Regions from separate parts of the Rattus norvegicus genome. Here region 2 is linked to region 1. Evidence: chromatin contacts called from public Hi-C data. All regions are on one chromosome and are shown on one strand. Each heading gives the region's core, a stretch centred on a gene start, on an enhancer-like site or on the middle of the called end of the contact. The rest is flanking DNA. Distances are from core to core; before and after follow the strand shown.

The links. A called contact is a pair of places that touch in the nucleus more often than the background predicts.
Region 2: a Hi-C map of liver shows a contact between it and region 1, with 5 times the contacts expected there. The contact joins the enhancer-like site here to the promoter of Hectd1 in region 1. A contact is called at or near these places in 10 of 12 Hi-C or Micro-C datasets (the A7r5 cell line, the Rat2 cell line, frontal cortex and 5 more) and 1 of 1 datasets of contacts at active chromatin or transcription factors (oligodendrocytes).

The regions. Positions count from the first base shown.
Region 1 is chr6:74,999,347-75,006,854 of GRCr8, reverse strand. It overlaps Hectd1 (HECT domain E3 ubiquitin protein ligase 1), which reads left to right and starts at 3,447. Exons shown (of 43, transcript NM_001419838.1): 1 at 3,447-3,819; 2 at 5,302-5,463. The coding sequence starts at 5,324.
Region 2 is chr6:75,048,514-75,056,021 of GRCr8, reverse strand. No RefSeq gene overlaps it. Among named protein-coding and RNA genes, the nearest start is that of Hectd1, 49 kb to the right of the region's middle. Within about 2 kb of position 4,146, at least 12 of the 93 cell types and tissues checked have an H3K27ac peak or open chromatin away from gene starts, as enhancers often do. A contact at or near this core is called in the A7r5 cell line and liver, where this site is marked.

The sequences.
Region 1 (7,508 bases), core at 2,198-4,697:
ACTGCTGGATCCTCAGGTAGTTCAATGTCCAATTTTCTGAGGAACCTCTAGACTAATTTCCAGAGTGGTTGTACCAGTTTGCAATCCCACCAACAATGGAGGAATGTTCCTCTTTCTCCACAGACTCTCCAGCAACTGCTGTCACCTGAGTTTCTTATCTTAGCCATTCTGACTGGTGTGAGGTGGAAACCTGGGGTTGTTTTGATTTGCATTTCCCTGATGACTAAGGATGTTGAACATTTCTTTAGGTGTTTCTCAGCCATTTAATATTCCTTAGCTGAGAATTCTTTGTTTAGCTCTGTGCCCCATTTCTTAATAGGGTTATTTGTCTCCCTGCAGTCTAACTTCTTGAGTTCTTTGTATATATTGGATATTAGCCCTCTATCAGATGTAGGATTGGTAAAGACCTTTTCCCAATCTGTAGGTTGCCATTTTGTCCTAATGACAGTGTCTTTTGCCTTACTGAAGCTTTTCAATTTTTTGGACTAAAGTTTGGATTTAAGGGCTGAAGAGATGGCTCAGTGGTTAAGAGCACTGACTGCTCTTCCAGAGGTCCTGACTTCAAATCCCAGCACCCACCTGGTACCTCAGAACCATCTCTAATGGGATGTGATGCCCTTTTCCTGGTGTGTCTGAAGACAACTACAGTGTACTCATATAGAATGAATGAATAAGTCTTTTTTTTTTTTTTTCAGAGCTGAGAACCGAACCCAGGGCCTTGCACTTACTAGGCAAGCGCTCTACCACTGAGCTAAATCCCCTACCCCGATGAATAAGTCTTTAAAAAAGAAAAAGTTTGGACTTAAGTTTTCAACTCCTTTGAGTAAATAATGAGGGTGGCTGGTGATTATTTGGTAATAGTATTTTCTTTATATATCTATATATCTATATTTCATTTCACTTTATTTTGAGACAATGTTTCACTATGTAGCCACGACTAGCCTGGAACTCTCTACATAGACCAGTAGACCAGGTTGGTCTTGAACTCAGAGTACTGCCTTTGCTTCCTGGGTGCTGAGATTAAAGGCATACACCATCTCACCCAGCTATTTATACATTATTGGTGTATAGATGATGTTAAATGTGGGTGTTTGAATGCCTGGTACAGATGTGGAGGTCAAGACCATAACTTTTATGGCAGCCTCTGTTTCCTGGATTATTAGAGCAGCTGAGTATGTTGGGCTGCCTGACCTGCTTCAACAGCTCTGCTGGGCAGCTGTGGATGTCCAGGAGGGATGTTGAATAAACTTGGTGTCATTGGGCTTTGGTTTTTCACCCTTCTAATGATGTTTAGGAGTATTGTGTGTCCCTGCCCCCCACCCCCTTTTTCTTTCTTGAGTGTCATTCTATGTATTCTAGGCTTGAACCCAATTCATTATGTAGCTGAGGATGATCTTGAACTTCTGATTCCTGTGCCTGTGATGGGAATAAATACATCTGTGCCACCATACCCAGTTTTAGGGCCTGGTTCTATCCAGACCTGGGCGTAGAACCCAGGCCTTGTGTGTAGTAGATAAGTGCCCTATTGAGCTTTATCTATAGCCCTAGAGTATTAGTTTCAAATTTCTTTTCCTTGAGAAGATTTATTTGTATTACTTTTGCATTATGTGCACATGTGCATGTCTGTGGTAGGCAAATGCATGTAAATGCAGGTCCCTGCAGAGGCCAGAGGCACCTTGGACCTGGACTTAAGGCAATTGTGAGCTGCAGGGTATGGGTACCAAACTCAGGCCTTCCGTATGAACAGACCACCAGTGCGTATCTTCAGTTTCCCAAGGACAGATGATGTTAAGCATCTTCCCTGTGCTTACTTGTCACCTGTACGTCTTCTTGGTTAAACGTCTCTTCGGGTCTTTTATCATTTTTAATCAAGGGCTTTTCTTACTCTTGGCTTTGAAGAGTTTTTCTTTGTTCTAGCAACAGTCTTGTACTAGCTATGGTGTTTGAAAGTATTTTCCTGTTGGGGAACTTTGGAAATTTCTGATATGTGAGCCATTCATAGTCTGTGAAGGTAGATCCCAGGCTTCTGTATATCAATAAACACATTGTGTCACATCTAAACAACTACTATTCAGCATTAAGAAGAAATGAGCTTCCAAGCCAGGTGTGACGCACTCTTGTTGCGGTACTCAGGAAGCTGAGGCAGGAGGATAATGATTTTGAGGCCAGCGAGGGTTACATAAGCATACCCATTTCAAAACGAACAACAAGAAAAACAAAAAGCAAAACCAAAACCAAATTTATAAAACCCAGTACGACAAAACAAAACACCAAATAAATGAGCTACCAAGGTATAAAAAGTCACAGAGGATCCTTAAAGAGTGGTACTAAGTTTAAGAAGATCTTCTGGAAGGGCTGTATGTACGGTATGATTCCAACTAGACCAGATATTTTGGAAAGGGCAAAACCATAACAAAGAGACCAGTGGGAACTCTCTGTCCTTAGCCTTGCCTGGCCGGGAACACATTATATAGAACAAGGTAGCCCTAACTTATTCCCTGAACTTTCCGTTCAATTTGTTGTGGATCTAAAACTCTTCTAAAGAAAACTTTTCCGGGTTTATCTATTGCGCTGGTATGGTTGAAAACGACTGGCCTCAGTCTTTGCATACGGTTTCTTTCTAAAACTAGTATCTACTGCTATTTTTTATTTTTTATTTTTTATTTTTTTTGTTCAAAGGATGAATAAATGAGAGTTCAGGAAGGAGTCTTTTTCTTCCTCTTTCTCTCAACTCTTGCTGCTCCTTCTTCATACCACCATCACCGCCGCCGGTAGCCCAGACAAGTCTCGACCTCATTATGTAGCAAGGATGACCTTGAACTCCAGCGTCCAGTTCTCTAGTGTCACAGTTACATGAGGACTCCACTAGCAGCGGCTAGCATTTAATTTTCAATGCCCATGAAATAAAAAGTTTGACGGGACTAACTACGGAAGTACGTGTGACCACAAGCCGAAGGCAAATGTCTTTAAAAGTCCTCGATGCTGCTGCTTCCTGGGACTCCGAGGTGGGCAAAGTTCCTGCAGCCTCAGTTCTCCCATCTGCACCGAGGCGATAACGACCGGACGGGCAGCGCACACGAGTTCCCAGGCTCGCTGTGAAGCGTTCTGGTAAACCGCAGGGCGATCCTCCACACAAATCCAGAAGGAGGGGTGACCCGAGGGCCGAGCGCTTGCGAGACGGTGGCCTCCGATCCGCAGGACTCAGGAGTGGCCGGCGCCGGGCAAGACGGGCGGAGCGTGCGCGAACCAGCTGCTCGCGGCGCGCGCCGATTGACAGCGCGGTGATTCGGGCGCCGGGAGTCCTGGTTGAAGAGAGCCGTAGCCGACAGCCGAGGGAGCCCGGCGCCCCCGTCGTAGCCCCGTGCCGCGGGCGGGCCTCCGCAGCGCCCCAGGTGGCCGCGGGCAGGGCGGCCGGGAGGCGTTCGCTCCGCCTCCGCCGGCGCGGCCTTCACCAGCCTCCGCGCCCGGCGCTCGGCCGACCCTTCTCCTGTCCCCGCCCGGCTGGCGATGGACGCGGCCTCTCCTCGCTGCCGGCGGCAGCTCCGCGCGGACCTGGCTTTGAACCGCAGGGTCTGAGGAGCCGCGTGCTGGGGTCGGGACCCGCGCTGGCTGCCGCCGCTCGGGGGAACCTCTCGCTTCCTTGTCACCGGGTCCCCGCGGAGGAAGGGGAGGGACGAGACACGGCTTTTCCTGTGCCGCCTGCCTGGCTCGACCTGCGCGGCCTGCGGTTTCCTGGGAACTCGAGGGCCGCGGCCGGGCCAGGCTCTGCCCGCGGCCTGCTTGGAGCTGGACCGGAGCTGTTTGGTACGGCGAGCCAGGGTAAGAGCCTGCGGTAAGGGTAGGCGGGGGCGCTGGGCGCCGTCCGCTGGCTGGGCCTGCGCGAGGATCCGGGGCCACCGAGCCCAGCGGCGAGCGCGGAGCTGGACCCGGGCGCGGTAAGGTCGGTCGTCCGCCGTCGCCTCTGCGTCTCGGGCCCTTTGTTCCCCTCCCCGGGCCCTACGGGGCTTGTCTTTCTGGCTCCCGAGCTCCGGGTACGCTCCCCTTGTCCTTGGTAAGGCTCAGCTGCCGGGCGGGGACCGGGGACGTCCCACTGGGCCTCTGAGTTCCGGGAGACCCGCACCCCGGCCGCTTGGCGGCTTCCTCTCGAGCTCGCAGGCTTGCTGCTTCTCCAAAACTTCGCCCTCCTCCCAGAGGCAGGTAGCTAAGTTAGGCAGGTTGGGTGTCAGCGTCGCGGCTCCGGCCTTGGTCAGGCTGTGGACAGTGGGGCAGCCCCGCCGGGCGCGGCCGATGGGCCCACTGCGACCCGTCTCTAGGTTCCCACACCGGCAGGTGGATTGCGTGGGACTCAGAGCTGTCCTTTGGTCAGGCACCTAGGAGCTTTTGTAATGACTTGCCTGCCTGGACTACTTCTCGATTTTTTTAAAAAAATAAAAACTAACTGCTTCATCCTATGGGAACCGAGAATGTCAGTGTGTGTGTGTGTGTGTGTGTGTGTGTGTGTGTGTGTGTGTGTGTGTGTGTAAAACCTGTTAGTTGCATTTATTTTAGCATCAAAACAACGACAACAAAAAGTTTTAAGAACATTTGCCAAGATTGCCAGAAGTTCTTATCAGTATTTTCTCCGCATAGGTAGATTTCATATCTAATAACTGTTTGTATTTGGACATATTTAGGAATAAGTTTGAGAATTCAAAATTTGTGAGAAGAGAAATTCAATTCGAAGGAGAGTGGATCGGAAAGTGTGGTCTTTAAAACTACTGGATCTGACCCATATCTAATGCCCCGATTTTTGGTGGGGTTTGGGCGGAGCTTGCAGGGAGAAGTTCACTGGTAGAAAAAACTTTTTTATAGGTGTTCTTTGCCTTTTGGCACAGACATTGGTGATAACAGACATTGGGATCCAAAACTTGTTTCATAGTGTTTGACCTAGACGGCTCTGGTTTCTAGTTAACTAGCAACCTAATCAGCATATATTCTTGTGTTGAACTGTTTTGTGTGTAGTGTATCTGTATTAAACCCAGGAAGTAGAGGGAAGTCCAAAACTGCCGCAGAGATAGAGCATACTCTTAGAAGTAATACTTTGCAGTTTTTGAAAGTTTTTTTTAAAATCATGTATATTTATTTTGTGTGTGTGCATGCCACAGTCAGTATGGAAATCAGAGAATAACTATGTATATACATACACAGATACGTGTGTGTGTGTGTGTGTGTATCTAGCAGATGTTCAAGAAAAAAATGTTTACACAGGCTGATCAGTTCTGAGCAAATGTTTGAAAACCCCTTTTCCCTTTTTCAATGCAGGCAAAGGGACATTTTAAAGACCATGGCAGATGTGGATCCTGATACGTTGCTGGAGTGGCTGCAGATGGGACAGGGAGATGAAAGGGACATGCAGCTAATAGCCCTGGAACAGCTATGCATGTTGCTTTTGATGTCTGACAATGTGGATCGGTGTTTTGAAACGTAAGTGCATTCCTCCATCACCTTCCTCTCGGGCCAGTGTGCTGACATCTGTTTCCAGCCATTTGCTGACTTCAGTTTGTGTGAAAACTTTCCTAGGGAAGTTTAAAATATCCCTTTAGACATTTCTGCAGTTGTCTGTGGTTAATGGGACCCTAGCAATGATAATCGTGATTGTGTAAATACATAGTTGTTCAATGAGTGTGGATTAGGAATACTAATACTGACCTATAGCTTGGTTGAGTCAGTTATGAACCATCCCAATTAAAACGATTATAAATGTTTATCTTCTTGAAAGCTGTTTCTGTATTATATGACTTGGAGAAAGATTAAGATCTAAGATTAGAACTGCCTGTTTCTTTAGTTTTCATATGTCATTGCTGTTGTTAAAATAATTTTTGGTTTGTAAATTTCATTTTGGATGATATATATTGTACTTTTTTTTTTTTTTTTTTTTTTTTTTGGTTCTTTTTTTCGGAGCTGGGGACCGAACCCAGGGCCTTGCGCTTCCTAGGTAAGCGCTCTACCACTGAGCTAAATCCCCAGCCCCCATATTGTACTTTTTGAAGTACAGAAGCTTTGAAGTTATATTTGTGTATTTGTGTGTGTGTGTGTGTGTGTGTGTGTGTGTGTAAGAGAGAGAAAGAGAGAGAGAGAGAGAGAGAGAGAGAGAGAGAGAGAGAGAACATGCAAATACCTGCCATGGTGTGCAAGTAGAAATCAGAGAACAACTTTTGGGAGTTGAGTTCTCATTTTAGCATGTGGGTCCCAGGACTGAACTCAGGTTATCAGGTTTCGTGGTAAGTACCTTTACCAGCTGAGCCATCTCACCACCCAATTTGGAGAGTTTTAAACAGTTGTACTCAGCGATGATAATAGATTTGCATAAAAATATAAAAAAACCTCTGCCAGCTAGGCCACTTAGGCTGTGCTTTTCCTCTGGTGTGATTCTGGTTCAGTAAAGGAGGAAACATTCTTCTGGGTTTGTTTATGTTTATAGTCGTGAATTCCAATAAGTCATTAAAACCTTCTATACATGCTTTAATGCTGTTTAAAGGCAATTAAAAAATATTTGAGATATTGGCTTTAAGTTTGGTATAATTAATGTCTTTGGGGTAGAACTAGATTGTATTACTTGCTAAATATACATTGTTTTTTCAAAGTGTTTTCTCTTTGGTTTTTAAGTAATAGTTCGTATTTTTGTTCAAACAGTAGCTCATGTTGGCTCAGGCCTTTGGGAGCACTCAGGAGGTGGGGGTAAGAACAGCAGTTGAAGGTCATCCTTGGCCACACAGTGTGACCCAGGCCAGACAGCTATGAGATCTCGTCACACAAAAAGGAAAGTAAGGGTGCTGAGGGGCGGCCGTGTGGACAGAGGATGTTATCCTAAGGCTGAGGACATGGGTTCAGTGCCCAGAACCTATTTTGTAGAGAGACAGCCAGCTCTGACAAGTCGTTCTCTAACATTTCTAGCATCTTTGCATACACAGACTTGATTGAAGTTCTTAAGACTATCATCCATATCACAGTGGTTTATTTAATCCCTTTTTATCAGGAGATTCCTCTTTTTTTAAAGGGTTATTCTATGTATGTGAATATACATAAAATGAACTTTCAAAAGGAAAATTTTAACAATGTAAAATTGGTTCTTTTGAAAAATTCTACAACTAAACAAAACAGCTGTTATATTTTCTATTTTTCTTTGAATTCCTTTTTCATATATCATGTAATAAAATTTAAAAGAAAAATAAATTAAAATGAATTCAGATATGACATACTATGTAAAGGAATAAGGACTTTTTTTTATTTTAAAGACATATCTATTTTTATTTTATTTATATGAGAGGATTGTCTGTATGTGCACCATGTGTGTGCAGGTGTCTTTGGAGGCCGGAAGAGGGCATCAGGTCCCTGGAATGGGAAACTGTGAGTTGGCGTGTGCTGTTGCAAAGTGAATCTGGGTCCCCTCCAAGAGCTCTTACTCACTGAGCCATCTCTCCAGCCCCAGGATATTGTCAGTTAGACTGGTTAGTCCTGTTTCTTGTGAC
Region 2 (7,508 bases), core at 2,897-5,396, 48 kb before region 1:
ACAAACATACGGGTTTTATTGTCTCCTCCATTTTGATTGTTTCATTTGGTTGTTAAGATTTCTGCTCAGCTTTTGATTGGCATAAAGTCTTTAAGCATGTCATCTTAGTTGACAGTGCTGAATTTTTAGAAATTACTTCACTGATAAGAAAAGTCGTAATGAAGGCCCTGGGTTCGGTCCCCAGCTCCGAAAAAAAAGAAAAGTCGTAATGGCTGAGGATTGATCCTGTCTTTCAAGGTTTCTTTCCATAGGGCAGTGGTTATCAACTTGTGCATCCTGACCCCTTTGGGGATCGAATGACCTTCTCACAGGGGTTGTATGGCAGATACCCTGCATATCCGATGTTTGCATTACCATTCTTACCAGTAGCAAAATTACAGCTAAAAAGTATAGCAGTGAAGTAACTTTATGACTGGGGTCACCACAACACGGGGAACTGTATTGAAAGGTCACAGCATTAGGAGGGGTGAGAACCACTGCCTTCAGGGCGTCTTCCTTGTTGAAGGGGCTTTGAGCAAACGATCTTAGGCAAACTTTTCTCTCTCCCCAAACCATTTCTACTAATAAAGTAAACAAAACATCCTCTGTGATCCTTAAGGATGAACAGTCAAAAGGAAAAATACATTGGAAGGCTTTTTGTTTTGTTTCAGGAGGGGGGTTGTTTTGTTTGTCCCCCCCTCCCCCCGAGACAGGGTTTCTCTGTGTAGACCTGACTGTCCTGGAAATCACTCTGTATGTAGACCAGGCTGGCCTGGACCTCAGAAGGCAACCCGCTCCTGTCTCCTGAGTGCTGGGATTAGAGGTGTGCACCACCATTGCCCAGCTGGAAGGTCTATATAATCAAATGTTATTTCAGTGAGCTACTGCTGTGAAAGGCAGATGTTCACGTCAGTAGCCCAGTGAAACAGGCGGTGGGATGTTAGTATTAGGGTATGAGACGTCCCACAGAAAGCCCACATGTTGGAGGCGCTGTTGAACAGCTGGGTCAAGAGGAAGCTCACCCCATCACTGCACTGTCACTAATGAGTGGGTGGCAGAATGTGCTATAAGAAGGGGAGCCTCCCTGAAACAAGTAGGGCAGTGGAGGTGTACCTGTGCAGAGGGTACACACTGCCCCCTGGCCTGCCTTTCTCTAACTCCTGCCTGCCACCCCGTGAGCTTTAACCCCATGCTGCTTTGCCATGGTCCTAAAGGGGTGGCCAGGTGTCACAAACTGAACTGGAGCTCAGTTCAGATGCATGTTTTCTCCACTTGTTTCTCTCCTGTATTTTGTCACCTCAATGAGGAACTAACACTATTTGTTTGAATTACTCCACACTCCTACAACCCTGCATAGGAACTAGAGGCAAAGGTACTAGTTGAGCTGGTTAAGTTGTTCTGTGTAACCCATTGCTTAAAAGTTTGTCACAGAACCAGGCAACGGTGACACACATCTTTAGTCCCAGCACTTGGGAGGCAGAGGTAGGCAGATCTCTGAGTTTGAGGCCAGCCTGGTGTACAAAGCGAGTTCCAGAACAACCAAGGATACACAGAGAACAACCTCCCCCACCACACCCCCTGCCCTAGCACCAGAAAAATTAGTTTGTCATGGAAAGGGTTAATACTGGGCATACAGATAATCTAATAAAACATGGGAACAGAATTTCAAATTTTGCAAAGTAAAAGAAAACATGAGGGCACTTTGAAAAGGAAGAGGGTTAGCAAAGAATGCTGGTATGTGTTCCTAGTTCCAGCACTCGGGGATCACTATGAGTTCTGGGCTAGCCAGGTCCACATTTTGAGTTCTAGGCAAGCCAGGGCTACACAAAAACAACAACAGAAAGGAAAGGGGCTGGGGGTGTAGGGTTTGCAGAGCACCTGCCTAGCACTCATGCAGCCCAGGGTTCAATCCCTGGGTCCACAGTAACTATATATGATGGTGCCCTCCTGTATCATAGCACTGAGCTAAAGGCAGGAGGATCGGGAGTTCAAGGACATCCCCAGCTCCAGTGAGGTAGAGACTACTGGGAGGTACACTGAAGTACACTGAAACCCTGTTCAAAAAACAACAGGAAGGAAACCAAGTACAGTGATCAGCGAGGCAAGAAAGAAAACCAAGACTCCCAGTGAGCTGCAGTGAGAGAATTCACAGGATTGGAGTTTAGAGAATGGCACATGATGAAATAGACTAACTGGAGAGCCTTTGCCACAGTTTAGAAGAGAAGCCCCTTCGGGCTTTTAATTGTCATACTATATTTGTGTTATGAGGGAAGAAATTCTATTCTTAAACTAAATCGATACAAAACTAAACAATGCACTGACTAACCTGAGGCCGCAAAGACTATAAAATTAAGAGGTTGAACCAGGAAGGAGCTGAGAGTTGGCCCAGTGGTTAAGAGCACTGGCTGCTCCTCCCAAGGATTCAAGTTCAATGGCCAGCAGCCACATGGCTCATAACTGTCTGTTAACTCCAGTTCCAGGGATCTAGTGCCCTCTTATGGACCCCTTGGGTACTGCATACATGTGATACATGAGCCTTTTGTTGTTTTATTTTAACACTTAAGTGTGTGTGTGTGTGTGTGTGTGTGTGTGTGTGTGTGTGTGTGTGTGCACGACCAGAGTTCAGAGGACAACTTGCAGGAATCAGTCCTTTCCTTCCATCATGTGAATCCCAGGGAACAAACTCAGTGTAGAGTTTTTCTACCCAGCATCCTTGTTCCCAGAATAACGACTGAGAAATATTTATAAATAAATGCCTAGGCCATAAGCTTTGGCTCGTTCCCCGACTACTCATAATTTATATAGTCTATTTATTTGAGTCTATGTCTGCTGTGTGGATAGTTACCTCTCCTCAGCTTCATTCACCCATCTCTTGAGTTCAGGCTAAAGTCCTCCTGCTCTTGACTCTTTGCCAGAATCCAATCTCTGTCTGCCAGATGTCCCACCTATTTCCTGCCTCAGGTAATAGGCCATCAGTTTTTTGGTTTTTGGTTTGTTTGTTTGTTTGTTTGTTTGTTTGTTTGTTAACAGGTGACGCTTCCACACAGTATGTAAGAGATTCTCTTTACAACACAGGTCATCAGGCTTGACTGGGAGGCCTTTGTCCTTCAGTCGTCTAGCCAGGCAGAGCCTTCTGTTTTATCATCAATCATGGTGGGATTGGGAGTGGGGAGCTCCCCACTTCTTGAGCTGACAGGGTAAGTTATTTCCACACCCTCCCAGTGACTGTCAAGTAGCATACACAACACCTAGCCTTTGTTTCAACACAAAGTTTTCCTAAAGTAGGCTGTGTGGCTCAGGGACTAACCTCCTATGCTTTGGTCGGTCCTGAGCCAGCGTCCGGGAAAGCCAGTCAGGCCTTGCTCTGCAGCAGCAGCAGGTGGCGCTGTGGCTCTGGTTATCAGAACCGATTCTTTCTCTTCATTCTTTCTCTTCAGCCGTTCCGATGTGTCGGTGCTAAGGGGATTTTATAGAAAGTAGGTCAGTAAATGTCAGGGCTTGGGAGACTGTGGGCAGCTAGAATCGCCAGGTTCAATGTCAGCCTGACCTACGAGGGAAGACACTGTCTCTAAAAGCCAAATTTTAATTTGTAGGTTTGTTTGTTTTTGAGACAGGGTCTAGCTATGTAGCCCTGGCTGACTTGGAAGTCACTGTATTGACCAGGCTGGCCTTGAACTCAAACAAATCTACCTACCTCCCTGAGTGTTGGTCCTGAAGGCCTGTGCCACCACACCCAGCTAACTTAGGCCAGATAAAAACATATTGGGTATGTAGGTTTTTACTAGAACCTTTATTGCTTCAAAGTCAGTCTCGCCAGCAAGCTCGTAACTTACCTTTAGTTACCTTACTCAGTAAAGCTGTTTCAAGCCTAAAACACAGGGCTCCTTTGTCGGTTCCCTGGGCCTGTTAACCATAGTACCGTGCTGCGATAACCATGGTACCTTAGGAAGCCACGTTACTGTCTGGGTTTCACTGTTCTCATCTACAAAAATATTTTCCAAGTTCATATTTTAATAGCTAGGGTCCCTTGAGATAGTGCGTCTGAAAACACTTGGCACACAGCACTGAAAAGTTGCCCTGAACTAAAGTTACCTGTCTGACTTGGGCTTAGAAGGACCTCAGAGCCTGAAAGGAGGAATGACCTGGAGATTCTTCCACCCCCACCCAGCAGGAGGCGTGGCAGTCCTTTGCAAGCATGGCTGAAGCAGGGTAGGGCTGAAGTCGGTCTATGCACTCGCGCGCACACACTGCAGTTACAAAGCTTAATGAGTTAACTAGACTCAGGGAGGTGTTAACTGCAGTAACATGGGACATCTATAACAATGTAACACTCACTGGAAATGTGTAAGTTGTTTCTGTTAGGGGCCACTGAGATGGCTCAGCACTTGTCGCCAGGCCTGATGGTCAGGATTTGATCCCTGGAGCCTATCCAGTAGGAGAAAAGAATGAGTCCTGAAAGCTGGCCTCTGGCCCCCACAAGCAGGCCACAATATATGTACATACACATATGCAATCAATAAATAAATGTAAAAAAATTCCTTTAAAATGTTCATGATGGCGTATACCTTTGATGCCAGCACTGGAAAGGAAGAGACAGGCATATCTCTGTGGATTCAAGGTTCGTCGGGGTTACATAGTGAAACTATATTTAAAAAGTTTATCTCTAGAATTTTCCTTTTAATATTCTTAGACTTGTCCAAGGTAACAAACCATGGGCAGCACAGCCTGGCTGAGTGCAGGGTCTGACTTGCACCAGTTACAAAGTCTGGGTGACAGGCTCGCCACAGAACTGATACATAAGCTAGAGTGCTCACAGAGGTGGGGTAAGACTCTTTTCTCACTTATCTTGGGTTGGTTTCGTTTCTGAGAGTGTTTTGCTTTGTTTTGTTTTGTTTGTGAGAGTCTCACCCTGTAGCCCAGGCTGAAACTCCAGCTTCTCCTGCCTCTGCCTCCCAAGTACTAGGGTCAGAGCACAGGTTCTCATGTGACTCTTAGTACCCCGAAGTAGTATCTCTCCCTGTTGGTGCTTATTAAACACGGTATGCCTAGGAAATGTCGAACAGCTTCTTTTATTACTTGGTGGCAATGTTTTTGTTTGTTTGTTTAGACAGGAGCTAACTATCCCCGCTGGCCTGGAGAGGGATAGACCAGGCTGGCCTCCAACTCAGAGGTCTGCCTGCCTCTGTCTTCCAAATGCTGGGATTAAAGGACTACACCACTACACCCTGTTGTGCTCTATAAAAAAGAAAGAAGGAGCCTGGATATGTTTAGTAGAGTCAGGTATGGTGAGGTGGAAGGGGTGCCCCTGTGGGCCCATGCTGAACCATCCCTTCTTCCTGAGGTACCAGCCATAGGACGGGTATAGCATGGGATAGAGATTGTTTAGGGCATGGGAAGGGAAGTTGAGGAGGGAGTAGAGACAGGGAAAGGCAGAAAGAGAAGAAGGAAAGGAGAGAGAAGGTCAGTCACAAATAGATGGAGAAGTTAGAGGGAGGAGGTGGGGAGAGAAGGGATAGAGGGTAAGAGAGTAAGAGAGGCAAACAGCCTTTTATAGTGAGTCAGGCATTGCTGGCTGTTGCCAGGTAACTGTGGGGCGGAGCCTAGAAGGAATGTTGACACATGCTGCTGAGGAAGCCGTGTAAATGAAGAGAGGCTTATACATTTCTAATGCTTTACACTTATTTGTGTGTGCGCGTGTGCTTATGCCATGGTGCACACATGGAGTACATGGATAGAACCAACCTTTCAGTTCTGTCCTTCCACTGCATGGGTCTCCTCAGACTCAGGCTGTCAGGCTCGGCAGCCAGCTCCTTTTCCTGATGAGCTATCACACTGACCTGGATAAAGGACCCTTTATGGCAAGAAAGATGAGTAACAGGGGTGCACACCTGCTTACTTACATCTGGTCATTGGCTACTTCCCTGCCTGGGCCTGGGGTAGCAGGCGGGAGATTAGAAACAAAGCTGAGGGCAGATTTAGAGGTGTTGAGCTGGGAGTGAAGGTAAGGGCACATTATCTGCGGGAGGCTTAGAAGTGCCCAGCCATTGAGCTAAAAAGTATACTAAAAATAAGCTTGTGTGTGTGTGTGTGTGTCTGTGTGTCTGTGTGTATGTGTGTGTGTCTGTGTGTGTGTATGTCAGTGTGTGTCTGTGTGTCTGTGTCTGTGTGTGTCTGTGTGTCTGTGTGTATGTGTGTCTGTGTGTGTGTATGTCAGTGTGTGTCTGTGTGTCTGTGTCTGTGTGTGTGTCTGTGTGTCTGTCTGTGTGTATATGTCAGTGTGTGTCTGTGTGTGTGTCTGTGTGTATGTCTGTGTGTCTGTGTGTGTATGTCAGTGTGTGTCTGTGTGTGTGTCTGTGTCTGTGTGTGTATGTGTGTGTGTCTGTGTGTGTGTGTCTGTGTGTGTGTCTGTGTGTCTGTGTGTGTATGTCAGTGTGTGTCTGTGTGTGTGTGTCTGTGTCTGCGTGTGTCTGTGTGTGTGTCTGTGTCTGTGTGTGTCTGTGTGTGTCTGTGTGTGTGTCTGTGTGTGTGTCTGTGTGTCAGAGTGTGTCTGTGTGTGTGTCTGTGTCTGTGTGTGTGTATGTGTGTGTCTGTGTGTCTGTGTGTGTATGTGTCTGTGTGTGTATGTGTGTGTTTGTGTGTCTGTGTGTGTCTGTGTGTGTGTCTGTGTGTGTATGTGTGTGTGTCTGTGTGTGTATGTGTATGTGTGTGTATGTGTGTGTGTTTGTGTCTGTGTGTGTCTGTGTGTCTGTGTGTGTCTGTGTCTGTGTGTCTGTGTCTGTGTGTGTCTGTCTGTGTGTGTGTCTGTGTGTATGTGTGTGTCTGTGTGTATGTGTGCGTCTGTGTGTCTGTGTCTGTGTGTGCGTGTGCGTGTGTGTGTCTTTCATCCATGGATCCAAGAGAAACAAGGCAGTGGCTGGTAGCTTAAAGCGGGGCAGTAGAAACTACACGTTACACTAATAACCCATTTTACCTGGCTAGGCTTCACCTCCTAAAGGTTTCACTACCACTGGAAACCAATTCTACCCCCCTGAGGACAGAGTACTCAATGAAATGTATGAGCCTGTGGAGGACATTTTACATCCAAACCATAATACTGCGAAACTACAGATACGAATTATTTAATGAGTGAAGAAAAGAGGCAAGTCTCCCTTATAGAGAATTACAAATCATAGATCATTGCCTCTCAGAGGTGAAACGCAGCTCCACCATGTAAACACTGGTTACACTTGGAATTGCTTCTGGAAGAGTCCACATGGGAAAGACAATGACAAGAATCAGTGGGGAAGTGCCAGACAGTGCCTCAGCCGTAGGGTCAGCAGCAGTGATGTGCACGGGGATGGGATTGGCACTTTACTTACATAGTCGTAGTCGTCGTCGTCGTCGTCTTCTTCTTCTTCTTCTTCTTCTTCTTCTTCTTCTTCTTCTTCTTCTTCTTCTTCTCCTCCTCCTCCTCCTCCTCCTCCTCCTCCTCCTCCTCCTCCTCCTCCTCCTCCTTCTCCTTCTCCTTCTTCTTGCCCACAACCCCAACC